Linked DNA regions of Zea mays: region 1 is linked to region 2. The links are chromatin contacts, called in public Hi-C maps. All regions are on one chromosome and are shown on one strand. The core of a region is the stretch at or near the end of the contact, and the rest is flanking DNA. Distances in the headings are between cores, read along the strand shown. Region 1 holds the start of LOC542212 (ribulose bisphosphate carboxylase small subunit 1). Region 2 holds the start of LOC100193310.

The links. A called contact is a pair of places that touch in the nucleus more often than the background predicts.
Region 1: a contact with region 2 is called in a Hi-C map of tassel, with 4 times the contacts expected there. The contact joins the promoter of LOC542212 here to the promoter of LOC100193310 in region 2. A contact is called at or near these places in 2 of 25 Hi-C or Micro-C datasets (ear and tassel).

Annotation. Positions count from the first base shown.
Region 1 is chr4:196,176,242-196,179,891 of Zm-B73-REFERENCE-NAM-5.0, reverse strand. It overlaps LOC542212 (ribulose bisphosphate carboxylase small subunit 1), which reads left to right and starts at 1,791. Exons shown (of 2, transcript NM_001111824.1): 1 at 1,791-1,998; 2 at 2,163-2,780. The coding sequence starts at 1,852. The coding sequence ends at 2,528.
Region 2 is chr4:195,899,208-195,902,788 of Zm-B73-REFERENCE-NAM-5.0, reverse strand. LOC100193310 reads left to right here and starts at 1,786. Exons shown (of 3, transcript NM_001138448.2): 1 at 1,786-2,576; 2 at 2,682-2,859; 3 at 2,957-3,459. The coding sequence starts at 1,865. The coding sequence ends at 2,990. It overlaps LOC103654372 (a long non-coding RNA gene), which reads right to left. Exons shown (of 5, transcript XR_004857900.1): 4 at 2,648-3,581.

The DNA.
Region 1 (3,650 bases), core at 542-3,041, 280 kb before region 2:
GAACCCCTAGGGTTTGGGGAGCGTGGGTAGGCCAACACGGAGGTATATCGGGCACGAGGATCTGTGTCGCGACGAGGTCGGAGGCAACATCGCCAGGCAAGATCTCGGGGCGAACACGGAGACTGTACAGACCTGGGGCCACCAACGCATTGAATTGGAAAGTGACACAAGAATGCGGTTTTGCCTTGTATGTGTTGTAGTTGTTAGACCGTGGGTTAGATTATAAAATGCATAAGGATTTTTTAAATGGACGACGGTGGAAACGAGAAAAACTGATGCTTAAGGGTCTGTATGGAAGCTCCCAGTTTTAAGAAATTGGTTTATCAAGATGAGGTGGTTTCAAACATATCAGTTTATGTGCTTGTTTATGGAAACTGGATTCTCGGTTTCTTAAAACCAAGAAGCTAGCCTCCCCTAGCTAAAACTAATTTATAGAAATTGAGATGGTTACAAACACGATTAACCAGTTGTTTTTATAAACCAATTTCTGGAAATTAGAGATAGAATCTGGCTTCTTAAAAACTAGGTTGCTTAAGGACAGGACCTTATATCAGTAGAGAAATGGTAGAATGTGTAGTCTAGAAAAATTTATGCATATTTCTATGGTTGTTGAATTATTTTCTATAATAGATTATATTGGTAAGACAAAAATATGTGGAATATTTAGTTAATTGAGCACGTAGGTACATAAGTAAGACACAAATTTAGCGTATTTACATTGCTTAGATACGCGTAATCTAAAAGACATATTTTTTTGATTATGAAAACAAAAAGTTCCCCACCTTTTGTAATTTCTTGCATACGGTTTCGCAAAACGAAAAAAATAACAAACATCGACCATAAACATTCTTTGAAAAAGAACATATATCCATGAATCGAGCTCCCTTTAATCTGGCGCTAGATCTGCATCCGCGGCTTGCAAAGATAAATGGCACATTTAGTGTGTTATTTTGCAATACCTTTCATAGTAGATATCCTTAAATGCAGTTTTAGGCATGTTTGGGTAATTAAATAACATTTTTAGGAGGAGTTTTAGATTTACCTTTCTTTCGTGATGACTGATGACAGACGTGGGGAATTCAAATGCAACTCTAGCGAAAGTTCATATATTTTTCATAAATAGCTGAGGCTGGGGTAATTATTTTTTTTGTAGAAAAATAGAATAGGTGGAATGGTTGGGGAAGGCGTAGGCGCTCGTGGACGACGCCCGATAAAAGACAAGAGGCGGAATTGCCATGAATTCGAGGTAGCTAAGTAAGGCGCATATATATGCCAAAAAATTCTACTGTCACTTTCCAATTTCAATGCGCTGCCAAACAAGCCATCCTGGAAACTGACTTGAATTCAGCCCAATTCTGTAGATCCAAACAGGGCCGGCGTCAGTGCCTCAGGTGAGAGAGCAGCAGACGATGCAAAGAGCCAAAACTGCAAGCAGACGCAGCCGAAGCCGAAGCCGAAGCCCAAGCCCAAAACTGTTTTGTCTTTGCCCAGAACCGCGACGAGCCTAAACTGCGCTTCCTCCTATCTACAAGTCCCTGGCACATCACGCATAGTCCAACCATGGCGCGCAGGCGATAAGGCGCGCCACGGGGACGCGACATGTGGTGGCGGACGCGATCAGGATAGGGCCAGGCTGGCCGGGCGCGGCCACGGGAGAACGGTGGCCACTCGTCCCACATCCGCTTCGTCCTGTCCTGTACTGCGTCCTGCCCCCAACGAGAGCCGGAGCCGGCCATCCCGTCGCACACTCTCCCCCTCTATATATGCCGTCGGTGTGGGGGAGCCTACTACAGGACGACCCAAGCAAGCAAGCAAGCAGCGAGTACATACATACTAGGCAGCCAGGCAGCCATGGCGCCCACCGTGATGATGGCCTCGTCGGCCACCGCCGTCGCTCCGTTCCAGGGGCTCAAGTCCACCGCCAGCCTCCCCGTCGCCCGCCGCTCCTCCAGAAGCCTCGGCAACGTCAGCAACGGCGGAAGGATCCGGTGCATGCAGGTAACAAATGCATCCTAGCTAGTAGTTCTTTGCATTGCAGCAGCTGCAGCTAGCGAGTTAGTAATAGGAAGGGAACTGATGATCCATGCATGGACTGATGTGTGTTGCCCATCCCATCCCATTTCCCAACCCCAAACGAACCAAAACACACGTACTACGTGCAGGTGTGGCCGGCCTACGGCAACAAGAAGTTCGAGACGCTGTCGTACCTGCCGCCGCTGTCGACGGACGACCTGCTGAAGCAGGTGGACTACCTGCTGCGCAACGGCTGGATACCCTGCCTCGAGTTCAGCAAGGTCGGCTTCGTGTACCGCGAGAACTCCACCTCCCCGTGCTACTACGACGGCCGCTACTGGACCATGTGGAAGCTGCCCATGTTCGGCTGCAACGACGCCACCCAGGTGTACAAGGAGCTGCAGGAGGCCATCAAATCCTACCCGGACGCCTTCCACCGCGTCATCGGCTTCGACAACATCAAGCAGACGCAGTGCGTCAGCTTCATCGCCTACAAGCCCCCGGGCAGCGACTAGACCGCGCCCGCCGGCCGCCCCCCGCCGGCTAGCTAGCTAGCTAGCTCCTGCGTGAGCTAGTAGCTAGTGCCATGCGTCGTCTCTGTCGTTCGGTTTTGCTTCGGGTCACCGTGTACCCTTTGCTTGCTTGGTTTCTTCTTTCCTTTTTTCCTTTTTTTTTCTTCTTTTCCCCGGCCATGGTTCCTTTGCTTTCCAGCAGTTCTCTGCTGGATGTGATGTATCCATTGTTGCAATCATGGCCTTGCATTGGCTACCTCTATACCTGCTACAAAACTACTGCAACGCCTATATATACTTGGGGTGAGGAACATGTGAATGCAAGCTCCGGCTATCATATACATGTAATATGGATACAAACTATATATATAAATCCGCCGAGGCGCCGACAATACTATACGACACCGTGTTAAGTTAATATATAACTGGTGCTTTTTATTTATATATCTGTCTCATCATATATATGCTAATTAATGGATGTGTGTCCTCTTCACTTCAATTCCTTCTTTCCTTTCCTATGTCTTTTTTGAGATCTTAAGTGAACGAATTCGAGATGTACCAACAAGCGTGATGCTATTATTAAACTGCATATATATGTATATACCTATCTTGTGGAATGGAAAACGAAATAAGCCAACAGATGCAGTTTTATGTTTACATCACACATAAAGTAGTGCTAGAACACTAGCAAAATGAAACCAGAGAAACGAATGAAAAACCAGAGAGAAAATATGTGGTACAGAGCGCACGAGTAGATCAGATGATGTAAAGTTTGAATGATTGGCAAGTGATTGTACCGGCCTACTCCCACTGTCGATACACAGCTTTACTGATGGAGACTGCAAGGCAAGTCGACGGCCGTTTTCTTACATGTACGACAAAGGCACACTGCTACTTCTCTTTTTTTTCGAGCGAGTAAAACCCCATTTCTATTATTACCATATATTTTCTATTATTACCGTAATAGAAATATAGCAGGTCCAGATACAATACAGAAGGTCAAGTAAATGCAGAGTAACTAAGGTAACTCGCAACAGAGTTTCCCTATCACAGTAGTTATCTGGTTTAGATGACTTGACAGAGGACTCCTATTACAGGCACGGCACAGATAGCCAAAAGGTAGGA
Region 2 (3,581 bases), core at 537-3,036:
TGCATTGCTGCCCTATTGGGTGTGGTCAGCGGCCACCTATTATTGAAGAGAACGTATCTGGTGTAAATGGAAGTTTAATGCACATCACTACCGGAATCAATCGCTTTGCCGAGTGCCTGAAGCACTCGGCGAAGCCTTAAAAACACTCGGCAAAGGCTTTGCCGAGTGTGGCACTCGGCAAAGGCTTTGCCGAGTGTGGCACTCGGCAAAGAAGGCTTGGCAAACAGTGCATCGGCAAAGCCTTCTTTGCCGAGTGCTTTTTCTCGGGCACTCGGCAAAGAGGTTTGCCGAGTGTCAGAGAGCACTCGGCAAAGAAAAGCAGTCGTTACGGCGCCGGGTGACGGAGACGGCGGCTTTGCCGAGTGTCCCTGGTGACACTCGGCAAAGGAGTTATCTTTGCCGAGTGTCTGCCCTGTGTCGAATGTGTCTTTGCCGAGTGTGCACCTGTGCCGAGTGTCCAGCACTCGGTAAAGTGGCTCTTTGCCGAGAGCCTAACGTTACCGAGGGCGGCTCTCGGCAAAGCCGTCTTTGCCGAGTGCCCGACAAAAGGCACTCGGCAAAGCGGCCAACACTCGGCAAAGCCTCGGATTCCGGTAGTGCATATTATACATATTAAATCATCACAACTCATTTTAGATCTATATATATTTTGCTAAGTACACCCTCTGACGTGGTGGGACGTAGTGATAGAAGGTGTTATTTGTAAATTGCAATGATTAACAAGATATGTTAGATCTAAGATGGATGATTATGATTTAATATGTGTATCATGTGCACTAAGCTTCCATGTGCACCAGATATATCCTCATTATTGAATGAGACAGGTCTAGCAGAACCCCTTGGTCGTATTGAATCTGGGATCAGAAAAAAAAATGCATGGCTGGCGGTACGAGTAGAAAACAGTGCGTGGATAGTTAGAGCATACGCGCGCGCCTCGATCAGGGGCCTGTTTGGTTCGTGGCTAACTACGCCACACTTTGCCCAAGGTTAGTCGTTCAAATTGAAGAACTAACCTTAGGCAGAAAAGTTAGGCAAAGTGTGGCAAGTTAGGTAGGGAACCAAACATGCCCCAGATGTCACACCGGCCTGGCCTGGCCTGCGAGATCATGCATGCAGTAGCAGTAGTACCCTTGACACGTAACTGTCCACCAGCTATCCCAATGCATGCGGACCACAGGGGCATGAAGAAACTGCTGCCAATCTATGGGACGATGGGATAATGCTCATGACTTCCTCTCACCGTCCATCCATCCAAGATCGACGGCCGGGGTTAAAAACGGTCCGGGTAGCTAAATGTGCTAATGACAGTGGTACGTCTAGGCTCCAACCACCACCAGAGCACATGGAAAGCAAAATGGTAGGGCCTACACCACCTCCCTCTCCCTGGATGGCTGTGGTTAGGCCACACACACACAATGTCCAGTCCAGGCACTAACTTTGAAGTAGCACCACGTACACCACCTGATCGTCGTCCCGGCCCGGCCTCACCACCAGCCTACTACTACATATTTTATAACCTGCCTCACGCCCACCTCTGAAGCCCTTCACACTTTGATTCCTCCTGTCTCTCTAGCCTTCTCCATGCTAATAGCCAGATCAAACGCATCAAGACCTCATGTTGTGTAGTACCAGCAGGGGGGGGGGGGGGGGGGGGGGGGGAATATTAATACTACGTCTCGCGTAGACGCTAGCTAGCTTAGCTAGCTCCGTCGTCGTCCCAAAAGTCCTCCTGCTCTTGGGCTATAAATGCCTGGCCAAGACACCTGCATGGTTCTCTACGCGACACACACACACCATCACTGCGCTGCGCTACTCTACTCCCCACCACCGCCGCCACCCAAGAGCTTTCCTCGCTGCACAAGAAATGGCCACGAACCATCTCTCCCAAGGGCAGCACCAGCACCCGCAGGCCTGGCCCTGGGGCGTGGCCATGTACACCAACCTACACTACCACCACCAGCAGCACCACCACTACGAGAAGGAGCACCTGTTCGAGAAGCCGCTGACGCCGAGCGACGTGGGCAAGCTCAACAGGCTGGTGATCCCCAAGCAGCACGCCGAGAGGTACTTCCCTCTCAGCAGCAGCGGCGCCGGCGACAAAGGCCTCATCCTGTGCTTCGAGGACGACGACGACGACGAGGCTGCCGCCGCCAACAAGCCGTGGCGGTTCCGCTACTCGTACTGGACCAGCAGCCAGAGCTACGTGCTCACCAAGGGCTGGAGCCGCTACGTCAAGGAGAAGCAGCTTGACGCCGGCGACGTCGTGCGCTTCCAGAGGATGCGTGGTTTCGGCATGCCCGACCGCCTGTTCATCAGCCACAGCCGCCGCGGCGAGACTACTGCTACTGCTGCAACAACAGTGCCCCCCGCTGCTGCTGCCGTGCGCGTAGTAGTGGCACCTGCACAGAGCGCTGGCGCAGACCACCAGCAGCAGCAGCAGCCGTCGCCTTGGAGCCCAATGTGCTACAGCACATCAGGCTCGTACTCGTACCCCACCAGCAGCCCAGCCAATTCCCAGCATGCCTACCACCGCCACTCAGCTGACCATGACCACAGCAACAACATGCAACATGCAGGTAAATTAAAAACACTGCTGCTCGTAACAGAACGAAAGAAAGAAAGATCTGTATGCACTCTTTTCTCATACCTCTTATGCACTGCTGTGGGGTGAACAATTGCAGGAGAATCTCAGTCCGACAGAGACAACAGGAGCTGCAGTGCAGCTTCGGCACCGCCGCCACCGTCGCGGCGGCTCCGGCTGTTCGGCGTAAACCTCGACTGCGGCCCGGGGCCGGAGCCGGAGACACCAACGGCGATGTACGGCTACATGCACCAAAGCCCCTACGCTTACAACAACTGGTCAGCACTGAACGAAAAAAAACCCATCAGAATTTGACCCGCGTCATATCATATATAAAACCATAGCTAACGAGTTTTCGAACTTCTAATACGTCAGGGGCAGTCCATACCAGCATGACGAGGAGATTTAAGATTATGCCTGCAGAATCCAAACAGCCAAAGTAGTAGCAGTAGTAGTTGCTAGCAGCAGCAGCAGCCGCCTAGTACTACTTGCACACGAAGTGACAGGATTGAATTGACCTGTACACGGGGAGAAAAAAAAAGGAAGGAAGGAAGTGGAGAGAGATCCCTTGTTTCCCGGGCAATCTTCCTTCCATCCCCGCCCCCAGAAGAATGCTGCTGCCTTTTTGCTGTTCCGTTTTTTTTTTTTAATTTTTATTTTCTTCTCCATGGCTTCCAGAAAACCCTACTTACTGTAGGGGATCTGGTAGCAGGGGGCCGGGCATGCGTGGGAGGTTTGCAGGAAGCATCAAGCTGCCAAGGAGCTGGAACGAGAGACAACAGACAGAGAGAGATGTGTGTGTATGTATGTGTGTGTCATCTGTACCTATATGTCTTAATTTGTGGGTCCGATAGAGAACAAACTGTGAAGTTGATGTGTGTGCCTGCCTGCCTCCTGAAGAAACAATGCAATATCCCCATGGGGATTTTGTTCCCTCGCTCCAGCATCTCCCTGCTTCTACTGTTCTATCCTGCGGTTCATCAGTGGTGGTGCAATGCTT